Linked DNA regions of Mus musculus: all the other regions are linked to region 3. A link is a contact called in public ChIA-PET and HiChIP or PLAC-seq data. All regions are on one chromosome and are shown on one strand. The core of a region is the stretch at or near the end of the contact, and the rest is flanking DNA. Distances in the headings are between cores, read along the strand shown. Region 1 overlaps Aim2 (absent in melanoma 2). Region 2 has its middle 19 kb from the start of Ifi206. Region 3 holds the start of Ifi208 (interferon activated gene 208). Region 4 holds the start of Ifi214 (interferon activated gene 214).

Region 1 (2,700 bases), core at 100-2,599, 220 kb after region 3:
GTGGATTATCAGCGAAGGAAATGCACTCCAATCCTCAGGGCCAGCAAGAGGTGCAGCTGCAATCTGAGAGTACAGTGCTATGCCTCGCAGAATGCATATGCCAAGTGCTCGCACAGGGAGCCTGAGAGATGGAAAGGGTTAAGAAAGACATATATGATAGGCTGGCCTCTTTCTAAACAGGGAGGGCTGTTACACTATGTGAAAGTGCCCTTTACGGCATACCTGGAAAACACCAGCTCTGCAGTAATTGTTGGTTCAATTTGGGATTTGAGGCACAATGACTTACCTGACGCCACCCAGCTTCTAAAGGATGACTATGCGGCCAGACCTCAAGTCTCCTGAATCAAGTCCTCTGTACTGTCTTGTTCCCACTGCCTTTGTATTATTCACAGAATGGGCAACAATACCTTTAAATTAAAAAACAAAACAAAACAAAACAACAACAAAATTCTAACGTTATTGGCTGTTATTCGAAGACACACATTCCGTAACTCTCTTAAAGTATTAATAATGATATAATAATTGCCATCTTTTCCCCTTGTCAAAACCATTTATCTCTCTTCACTGTGTGTTGGAATAAATTAAACCCACCCTCTCTGTAGATTTCTACTCAAACTTCCCTGCATATGTATTATAAAACTAAAACTGGCCCTGTTCCTCTCTGTTACCACAAACTGTTTCGTTTTCCTCTCTACTTGTCTACTTAGCAATCCAGTAGTTTTTTGGTTCACATTCTGTGCTGGAATAAAAGTGGCTTGTGGGCAAGGACTCTGTTGTTCATGTCTGCAGTCCTGGCTCCTAAAATAGCATCTGCAATACAAGCATTCAACAAACATTCATTGACTTTTTCTAAGTAAAAATACAGTTCTAGGTGTCTTCTGGGCTGGATTCTGGGTGCTTTTAGTTTGACTAAGAAGCCCAGTTGAAAGGTCACAGAACAATATGGCAGGAAATAAGAACCCCTAGCAACCATCTTCCCACAGGCACACAAATTTTGATTAGTTGTACAGAGCCCAACCCACCCTCCTAACACCTAAAGAAGCCATGTGAGAGACCATCCTGTCTTGGTTGCATTTGATAGTAAGACAAGACACAATGAAGAAATGGGAGGGAGAGATTTGTCCATGTTGACACTCCTCCACATTCACAAAGGGGGGTGGGGGGCAGAGAGAGACAGAGAGAAGGAATTCATCCCAGGCCTTAGTCTTTAAACTCAGTACGAGGCTATCATAGCGAAGTATCACTGCTTGGAAGAATTCTATAACCCCTTCCCCCAGGCTAGACTGAGCAACTGGAATTGTGTAAGTCAGTCTGCATGCTCACTTCCTCTATCTCTTCTCCTTGGATCTGGGTCAGACAGAAGGATGAGCAGAAAGGTCTCCACCCACAGGCAACATGGCCCAAATCTAGCCCAGAATTCTGCTCACTGCAGTGGGAAGTAGCAAGAAACAGAAAGTAACGCCTTTTAGACCCAGGCCACATCTCATAGATGAAACCTCCCTCCCGACATACACTAGAACTAAGCAATTGCCTACATGCCAGTGGGACTGTCTCAAGCTTGCTTAGATCGTTACCAGCCTGGCAGTGAGAAAGGGACACACACCCTACTCTGACCACATATTTTCTCTGCCTGTGAGTCCCAGGTGTGACACAGGTTAGTGTCGCCCTTGGTGGACCCTAGATTTGGGTATCAGCTCTCTTCAGGTTAGTGTTATCAGACAGATCATCAAGCACAAATTATCAAGATCATTTGACATGACTTACCACCAAGCAGGGACTTATACCCTACTGGGATGTCATATTTGGGCCTGTTTGTCTACTGGGATGGCATAGACCTGGGTGCACTCACCATGAAATTCAGAAAGAGAAACAAGAATTCAAAGCTAACTCACTGGCCACTGCCAATAGCAGACCTAGCATCCATGGGAAGTGGGTGTTGAGGGATTGTAGCAAAGGAGAACACATGTTTCAGAAGCTAAGAAAAGATCACTCTTAAAGTTTTTTTTTTTTTTAAGAATCAACTGTGTCTCTTGTTTGTTTTGCTATAAAGCTACCTAAGGTGAAGGCTACAGATGTGTCATGGGGTTAGCCATGTGGGGTTACGGGTAGCAAGAAGAGCGACAAGGAAGTGGGATGGAAGTTCAACACAAGTCTTGCTGTAAAAGGGCCAGAGAAATGTGATAAAAGACAGGGTAGGAGGTGGGATAGGAAATGGAGAAAGTGACTTATAATTGCTCACTTGATCTCTTTTCTAACATGAGAGGAATCAGTCTTGCTTCATGCTGATGAGAATGTTCTAGAAGGGGGCGAGCTGTGGTATAGAAGAACAAAAGGAAAATTGCTCCTGGGAGTGAGCCTGAGGATGACTCCTCTGGAGTACACCTTCTGAAACAAAGGAAAGCCACTCTCCATTTCCTGCATCTGACATCTGCTGTTAGGGACAGACGCCCACCTTCCTCATGCCAAGATTTCTCAATTCTTCAAGGATCTCCAACCGTGTTCACTTGCTGCCTACGGCTGACAGCTAGACAGCTAGACAGACACAGACTCAACTCCTGGCTCTGCCATTTATTGGCTGTGTGACATCTGGTAAATTACAACCTTATAAAGTGTCCATATCCTCAAGTGTAAAATGGGGAAAAGGTGAACATCTCCATTAAATGGCTACTGTTATAATGCCATGCTACTGAATCAGGGACT
Region 2 (2,756 bases), core at 85-2,584, 160 kb after region 3:
CCTTTGTTGGTGTTTTAGTCCCTGGGTGTTGGGAGCCATTAAGACAACACAATTGTCCTGATCTCTGAATTGGGCCTCTCCCCCCCCCCCCCCGAGAAGAAAAGGGGGTCAAAAGCGGGCCACCGACACACCGCTCCTAGAACAACCACAGATTGTTCCAGCCCTAAGTCAGCTCCAGATGTCCTGACCTCAAGATACTCTGATACCTCCAAGTTCCTGCTTCCCCCTGTAACTGCCTAAAGAATGTGCAATTCTATTGCTCCATCCCTCCTGCTGAGAAGTACTTCCCCTTTTGCTTGTGCAATTCTACTGCCCCATCCTTCCTGCTGAAAGGCACTTCCCCTTTTGCTTGTGCATTTAAACCTTGGGCCTGACTAATACATTGGGGCTTTGATGCAATTCAGAACGGTTCTGTGTCATTATTCGCACAAGACCCTCGTCTCTCTCTACCTCTGATTTGGTTCTTAGGAGAAGGTCCCCTGAGAACCTCGAATAACTGGACCTGCTGGATGGGTCACCTGGGAGCTCTGGGGTGTCTGGTTGGTTGATTTTGTTTTCTTCCTATGGAATTGCAAACCCCTTCATATCTTTCAGTCCTTCCACTAACTCCTCCATTGGGATCCCCATTCTCAGTCTGGTGGTTGGCTGAGAGAATCTAAGCATCCACATCTGTTTTGGTCAGACTATGGCAGAGCCTCTCAGAGGACAGCTATACCAGGATCCTGTCAGCAAGCTCGCTTGGCATCCCCAATATTATCTGGTTTTGGTGTCTGTAGATGAGACGGATCCCCAGGTGGGGCCGCCTATGCATGGTCTTTCCTTCAGCCTATGCTCCACTCTTCGTCCCTGAATTTCCATTAGACAGGAGCAATTCTGGGTTAATATTTTTGATATGGGTGGGTGATCCAATCTTTCAACCGAGTGCTGTGCCTAACCACTGGATATGGTTTCTACAGGTTCTATCTCCCCTTTGTTGGCTATTTTGGCTAATGTCATCCTTCTTGGGTCCTGGGAACCCCTTGCTTCCATGGCATCTGGGACTTTCTAGTGGCTACCCTTGTTTCCCCATCCTCCACTGGTACACACCTCCATTCAATTTCTGACCCTCTGTACTTCTCCTGCCCTCTCTGTCTCCTCCCACACATGATCCTTTTCCTCCTTCTCCTTTCTCCCTCCCAGGTCACTTCTACCCTCTACCTCCCATGATTATTTTGTTCCCCCTTCGGAGTAATACCGAAGCTCAAGAAAAAGGATGACCAAATTGTGGATGCTTTAGTCTTAGTAGTTATAATGGTAAAACCCACATAAAAACAGCCACTGAAAGTGTAGGAAGGAAACAGTGAGTAAAACTGAGAAATACTTGAAACCAAGGCTGAGCAGAATGAAAAACAAGCCTGCTTCACTGTGCCTCTGCTTCAAAACTAAAGCCCTGGCCAAAGAAAGGGGAAACTGGAAGGATATCAACATGGTTGACAGACAGAGAAAGGAGGGCATAAGTCCTAATTTATTTACTGTTAAATGTAAGAAGAAAATACCATAAGGTGAAGGGGCAATAATGGAAAGAAAGCAAAACAAAACAGAACCCCATATTATATATAGTATATATAACATATTATAGTGTTATTATATATTACATAACATATTATAGTGTTATTAATCTATGCTGGGAGCAGCTACACAGCCACTGAGATTTAACTTTTATTAACTTCCAAACACATTCACCTGTATGTTGTGTGTAAATAATTCTTTAATGGTGAAATAATTTAAAAACAAATTACACAAAAATTCTTTGAAAGGCTAGATTATTTATGTAATGTACTTTCAAATAGAACTCAGAAAATGTTTTTCAATAACTATCACAAAATTATAGAGTTGCCCTTTCAATAAAAAGAGAATATTCTGGGTTATGGATTTATCCAGTAAAATAGTACATTGTATTTCTTATAACTCATGTTCATTCACCATTCAAAAATAGTGTCCTAAAATATATTTTGTCCCATATATGTACACATGAACACACCCGCACTCAAGTATGTAGACATTGTACATCCCATTTGAATACAAGAGAGCACACATAAACTAATTTGAAAGAGCCACAAGAAAAACCAGACATTGATTTATGTTACATTTATATGGTGTCTCTCAGTTCCTAAGTGGACAAAAGGAAAATATCTGAAAAGAGTTAGAAAGTTTAGTAATATAACTGATAAACTTGAGAAGATTTTTCTAATGTGTGTTAAATCAACATTTAAAGTGCTTTGTTCAAATACACAGGATGGGCTATTCCAGGAGTGTACAGGTAGCTTGTAGAATAGAAATGTTTTTCACGTTAACTACATCTCTTCCCCATGTCTTAATGTAAGAAAATAAAAAACGCAAACTAACAAACCAAAACCGTGACATCTCCAGATGATGGACGTTTCCTCATAGTACTTGTTAAATGTGCTCATGAAACCATTAAAAGATCGTTAGTTTGAGTAGTTGTCCTTCTGAATCAGAAACATTTTCTACTGCGCATGCCCATCACCCTCGCCTGCTGTGTAATAGTGAGAATGCAGCTTCATGTCCAAATGTACTTTTGACTAAATACTGTTTCATGATAATTCTTTTGTTTCACTATTTTATGTTTTACCCAGTCAATCAGCACAGCCAAGAGGTTCCTTTGCACTCTTTAGCCAAGCTAACCAAAACTCTCTTCTTGTATTATGTTTATTTATACTTACACTTAGAAAGTTTGTTTTATGATCTGCCACAAT
Region 3 (2,700 bases), core at 161-2,660:
TAACATCTTTTGTCAAATTTTCTTTAACACATGCATCTAAAGGTTACCATTAAGACATGCATTCATGGAAATTATAAAATAAATCTTTTTTATAGTAACTAATAGCCAATTTTTCTATATTAGCATTGTCTTAATTAGAACCAAAAATAAAAATTCTTCTCAGAAAACCAAAAGAATGAAAATAGTTTACCTCCTAAAAATAGAAAAGTGTTTTAATAATAGAAAGTCTAATAATAACTTAAGAATCAAATTTTTATGCATGTTTTATTTATCTTAATTTAAAAAAGAACAGGGTTGTAACTTTGTAAAATCTTAGAAAGTCTGGGCAGCATAATTAATACACCTAATAAGTGATAGATCAACCATAGTGCGCAGAGAGACTGCAGAAGAGTCTAAAAGTGTGAAGTATACATCTAGTTCTGATGAACCCTCCAACTCTTTTCTAAATCTTACCACCAGAAGACAAAATCAAAGAAAACTAAAAGACAAATAAACCAAAGCAATTAACTTCCAGGATGATAGAGACTAACAATGTCTACAATATCATCATATCCACTTAAAGTAGAAGTGAATGAATACCATGTAATGTGCTTCTTGAGTCAATAAAACCCCAGGTTTGCAATCACTGTGAATCTGGGACACCTTTGACCACATATGCCCATTGGTGCCCAGACTATGTATGGTTGCAATACTAGATAATGCAGCCTGAGAGCTAGATGCATTTTTCACTGGGTATTATTACCTCATGACAATTTTTCCTGTCACAAACACATCCTTTGCCCAGCCATTCACTACAACCACCAGGTTCCAAGCACTCTCCAGCCAAGAAAACTAAAGCTATCTATTTCTTATTATTCACTTACCCTGGCTTACCTCTAAAGAGTATATTTTATAATCTGAAATATGCCTGTTTTCCAGTCAGTCTTACTGGTGGAGGAATCAGGATGCCTAGCATCATTATGAGCCAAGGACCTGAATTCAGATACTGCAGATTCACTGCTCAGTGTAGCAGCCACCAGCTTGGCTTCCTTCTCTCTCAACCTAAAGATCAACAGGGATTTCACCTGTAGTCTTGTGCATTCATAGAGAAAGCACGGGGAGGACTCACCTCTTCAGAAAATTCTTCAGTGGTATCCAGCCTTTGCAGGGCAGGAAGCAGTGAGTGAGTGAGCAAGTGAGTGAGTGAGTGAGTGTGTGTCTGTGTCTGTGTCTGTGTATGTGTGTGTGTCTGTGTGTGTCTGTGTCTGTGTGTGAGTGTGTGTGTGAAGAGCAAATAGTAAATCTCTCAGAAGGTGATCCAGAGGATTTTGTAATCTCCTGAAATTCTGAGACAATGAAGTGTTTTCAGAGAGAGATGGAAAGCTGACACTGGGTAGAGTCACTGCACAGCTGCTCAGACTGAGGGGAACTGGTTTCTCATCCTGTGCTACTTTGTGGGGAGTGGACAAGGTTCATAGCTTTCGATTTCCTCAGAGACGGAAACTCAAGAGTTTCCTTCCTGTAAACAATTACCAAAAAAGTCAAAGAGAGCTAGTTACACTCAGGATGTTTCTTGCAAATCTTCATAGGTACAAGATTTAGATTTATAATCCTCATGTCCTACAGGCTTGCAAAAGGATCCCTAGGAACCTTCATTCCTTTGAATGAAGGTGAAAACTTAGACCAAAAAAGCCAAGTCACCCAGCCTCTTCTTTCTTTTCTGCTCAGGACAGAGTCAGTATCAGGAGATCTTTGCTGTGTCAGTTGCCAGCTGCATGTGAATGGGTTTCAAGGAAAATCTGAGATGAAACAGCTCCTGGTTTAAGTCATTCCTGTAGCATCTATGCATCCATTAGTAGCTCCCAAGACCTAGACTTGCCAGAGCATAATGTTACAAACACACAACTCCAAGCTGCAACCTCAAATAAATAGAAAGGCATTTGGCATTATCCACCTCCCTCCTGATTATAGAACTAAGCTGTCCTCCTTCAATGGTGAAGTTAATGTTTCCTCAGTGTTTCTACATTATTCACTGGTAAGCACAGGGAAACCTGGGGCCTGGGAGACAGTGGGAAACCTCGAGTTTTGATTGAGATTATGGGCTGATATAATGCTTGTCCTGCTGCATTTTTCTGGGATGGAGAATTCAAGGATTAACATTTGTTGTGATCCTGAAACATGGAACAAATGGCATCAAGCAGCAGATAATGGTATGCAAGCCTACCAACTGGTCTAAAAAAGAGGATAATGCCATAGCTAGGTAACCAGTCACCTGGATGAAAACAATGGGAGTTAAATTTCTTTCCAACTGCTAGTCTTGGGCAACTTCCAGATGTCTCTGCCTTTGATAGTAGAACAGTTGGGGGAATCACTATCCCTGTCGTCAAGCTTTCCTACAGAGCAATAGTGATTCAACCTGCATGTTATTGGTACAGAGACAGACATGTTGATCAATGGAATAAAAATGACAACCCAGAAATAAAACCACACGCTTCCCATCACTTGATCTTGACAAGCCAAAATTATACAATGGAAAAAAAGAAAGCATTTCAAAAACGCGTGTTAGTCTAACTGGCTGTGTGTATGTAGAATGAAAATTGACCCATATTTATCACCTTGCACAAAGCTCAAGTCTAATTAGATCAAGGACCTCAACATAAAATCAGATACACTGAATCTAATAGAAGAGATAATGGGAAAGAGCCTTGAACTCTTTGGCAC
Region 4 (2,700 bases), core at 25-2,524, 140 kb after region 3:
TGGAATGATCCATACAAAGACTGTCCACAGTGCTTGTCCCAGCTTGGTACCTTTGGCTACCTTGTGGCTATGTTGGGCTTCTGCAGCAGGGATAGGCAAATCCACTGAGACATAAGCAGGAACTGAGCGGAAACAGTAGGATCAACTTCCCCTGGCCTTTCTTTACTACATCAGTTCAAAAGATGAAGAAAGGAAAAGGAAAAACTACATTGGCCAAACAAAAGAAAGATAAAGATGGTATTTTCCAACCTCCATCCACCATGAATAAAGGACTGCAATCAGAATCAATGGTGGAGACACAGCACAGGTCCAGTGGCTTAGCTCTCCCAAGAAAAGCTTCTCTGGCTTTCCTTCCCCTTCTCTCCTTTTTGAGATTAATTAGTATTTTATGTAGTCTAAGAAACTAGTGAAAATGGCACCTAGTCAGCAAATCCATAGTTTCTAGTCATCTACATTGTTTCAGAAATACTTCAAGGTAATGCAATTCCCAATGATGGAAACATGAAAGGATGGCATGTTTTTAAAAGTTCTTAACTAAGGCAATCACCAGTTAAAGAATACTACTTTCCAAAGCCGGGTAAAAGATTTAAACCTAAACTGAGCCTGGTCTACAGAGAGAGTTCCTGGCCAGCCAAGACTACACAGTGAGACTCTGTCTTTAAAAGTAAATAAATTAACAATAGTAGTAGTAGTAGTAGTAGTAGTAGTAGTAGTAGTAGTAGTAGTAGTAACAGAAAAGAGGAAAGCTAAAGCCAAAATCCTTTCTGCTTACGTGAGGTTGGAGTCCTATGTTTCTAACAACATTGGTACTCTGGAAAGTCCAGGGAACTAACAAAGGAGTGAAGTGTTTAAACCAAAAGCAATTTCATCTCAGATTATTTTTTCTTTTTTGAAATTCATTCAAGAGCAGCTAGCAATTGCCAATTTCTCCTGCTGCCATCTGCATCCTGAGCAGGAAAGAAAGAGACCTGGTGACTTAGCTTTGCCTTTTGGGGATTCATCTTTATTTAAAAGAGAGCACATTCCTGGTGACTCCCTTGTGAGTTTGTTGGATACAGAGCTTTTATATTTGGTTCTTGTACCTGTAAGATTTGTAAGAAAAGCAAAACATATCAATGGAGTGTAACTGTCTCTGACTTTCTTATGGTGACTAAAAGGTATACAGGAAAAAACTGTCGAGTTTCAGTCTCTGAGGAAATCGAAAGCGATGCACTCTGCTGGGAGGAGAACTTGCTATTTCTTAGCTCTTCTGCCCACAAAACAACACCCAGCTGAGACATTCAGCAAGCCTCAGTCCATGGAGTGAGTCTAACCTGAGAATTTCTGTAGATTACATTTTCCAGTTCCCAAGAGATTTATTGGTTTATCTTCTTCACACACACACACACACACACACACACACACACACACACACACACACACACCAACTCCTCCCAGTCCCCAACAAACTTTAAGAAGAAGAAGGACAAAAGAGAAGAGGAGGAAGAGGAGTGGAGAAGCCTCTAGTCCTGCCCTGTAGAAGATCTCAGCTTTACATCCTTAGAGAAACATCCAGCAAGGTGAGTTCTACCTGTTTTCTGTAGATATGGTAGATATTGGCTACATCTGTAAAAACAACAAGGACAGTGAAAAGACCTTTGCTGGTTCTTGTGGAGGAGGCAGTGCTGATCTGGTGCCTGCTGCACTCAGCAGTGAGCCCACAGCAGCCGGATTAGGGTCAGTCACTCAAAAAGATGGCAGACATCTTTAGTCCTCCACCACAGAGGAATGAGCTAAGAATAAAACATTTTGCATATTTTAGATTGTTTAATGAACTTTCTAAGTATAAATCTGAATAAGTGGATAATGTGAAGGCTATAATTAGCTCGGATAGGGAGTTCATGGTTATCTGGGATCTGTGGGTGAGTGGGAAAAAGCCAAGATAGTGACATGAAAAATTATTGTGAATAAAAACTGCCTCTGGACATGAAATGAATTTTCTAGTATCCTATCACTAGGAAGTTTCTCAGGATCATAATATATAAACACACAATGGTTTAACCATTTCCCAAACACATTCTGTTTGTTCTCTTCTTCACACCTTTCTAAAGGTGGTATTTCCATTATTGGTAATTTCTACCATCACGAAAGTTGTTTTTGGCCATTTTGTTTTCCTTTTGGTTCTCTAATGGTGAAGTGTAATAGAGTGATGGAAAGTTAATTAGAACACATGTATCTTGCCCATTTATAGAACAGTTTGAAGAATACGTGTACCACAGCAGAGGACTTGGATAGAAGCTCTTAATTGATTTCAAAGTTCTGTGAACATTAGACCAGGCTCGCTAAGTTTATTAATTATTGTAGCTAAACTTTCTAAATCACTGCAAAAGATTTTACTTATTTTTAACAATCAAGAGATGTACTTCTTTTTTATTTATTTTTATTTTTATTTTATTTTATTACATTTCAAATGTTATCCACCTTCCCAGTTTCCCCTCTTCAAACCTACTATCTCATCCCCTCTTCCTCTGCCTCTATGAGGGTACTCCCTCACACACCCATCCACTCCTGCCTGCCTGCCCTGCCATTCCCCAACACTGGGGCATTGGGCCTTCACAGGACCAAGAACCACCCCTCCCACTGATACCAAATAAGGCCATCCTCTGCTACATTTGCAGCTGGAGCCATGGTTCCCTTCATGTATACTCTTTGGTTGGTGGT

What was found. ChIA-PET counts read pairs in DNA pulled down with a chosen protein or histone mark. HiChIP or PLAC-seq counts read pairs in DNA pulled down with a chosen protein or histone mark.
Region 1: a BATF HiChIP or PLAC-seq map of CD8 T cells shows a contact between it and region 3, with 7 read pairs. The contact joins the enhancer-like site here to the promoter of Ifi208 in region 3. A contact is called at or near these places in 3 of 15 datasets of contacts at CTCF or cohesin (the NIH/3T3 cell line, large pre-B cells and pro-B cells), 1 of 484 Hi-C or Micro-C datasets (CD8 T cells), 4 of 115 datasets of contacts at active chromatin or transcription factors (CD8 T cells, effector CD8 T cells, fibro-adipogenic progenitors and 1 more) and 3 of 9 other capture datasets (adipose tissue, liver and pancreatic islet).
Region 2: a BATF HiChIP or PLAC-seq map of CD8 T cells shows a contact between it and region 3, with 12 read pairs. The contact joins the enhancer-like site here to the promoter of Ifi208 in region 3. A contact is called at or near these places in 12 of 484 Hi-C or Micro-C datasets (the STO cell line, cardiomyocytes, embryonic stem cells and 9 more), 3 of 115 datasets of contacts at active chromatin or transcription factors (CD8 T cells and regulatory T cells) and 2 of 9 other capture datasets (adipose tissue and liver).
Region 4: an RNA polymerase II ChIA-PET map of memory CD8 T cells shows a contact between it and region 3, with 218 read pairs. The contact joins the promoter of Ifi214 here to the promoter of Ifi208 in region 3. A contact is called at or near these places in 1 of 39 promoter capture datasets (macrophages), 1 of 15 datasets of contacts at CTCF or cohesin (large pre-B cells), 4 of 115 datasets of contacts at active chromatin or transcription factors (CD8 T cells, effector CD8 T cells, large pre-B cells and 1 more) and 4 of 9 other capture datasets (adipose tissue, liver, macrophages and 1 more).

Annotation. Positions count from the first base shown.
Region 1 is chr1:173,450,535-173,453,234 of GRCm38.p6, reverse strand. It overlaps Aim2 (absent in melanoma 2), which reads right to left. Exons shown (of 9, transcript NM_001013779.2): 3 at 287-407. Among named protein-coding and RNA genes, the nearest start is that of Aim2, 31 kb to the right of the region's middle. Within about 2 kb of position 1,349, at least 44 of the 459 cell types and tissues checked have an H3K27ac peak or open chromatin away from gene starts, as enhancers often do. A contact at or near this core is called in CD8 T cells and effector CD8 T cells, where this site is marked.
Region 2 is chr1:173,509,354-173,512,109 of GRCm38.p6, reverse strand. No RefSeq gene overlaps it. Among named protein-coding and RNA genes, the nearest start is that of Ifi206, 19 kb to the right of the region's middle. Within about 2 kb of position 1,334, at least 17 of the 459 cell types and tissues checked have an H3K27ac peak or open chromatin away from gene starts, as enhancers often do. A contact at or near this core is called in CD8 T cells and regulatory T cells, where this site is marked.
Region 3 is chr1:173,672,375-173,675,074 of GRCm38.p6, reverse strand. Ifi208 (interferon activated gene 208) reads right to left here and starts at 1,410. Exons shown (of 7, transcript NM_001162938.2): 1 at 1,109-1,410.
Region 4 is chr1:173,534,531-173,537,230 of GRCm38.p6, reverse strand. Ifi214 (interferon activated gene 214) reads left to right here and starts at 1,274. Exons shown (of 5, transcript NM_001024721.2): 1 at 1,274-1,559.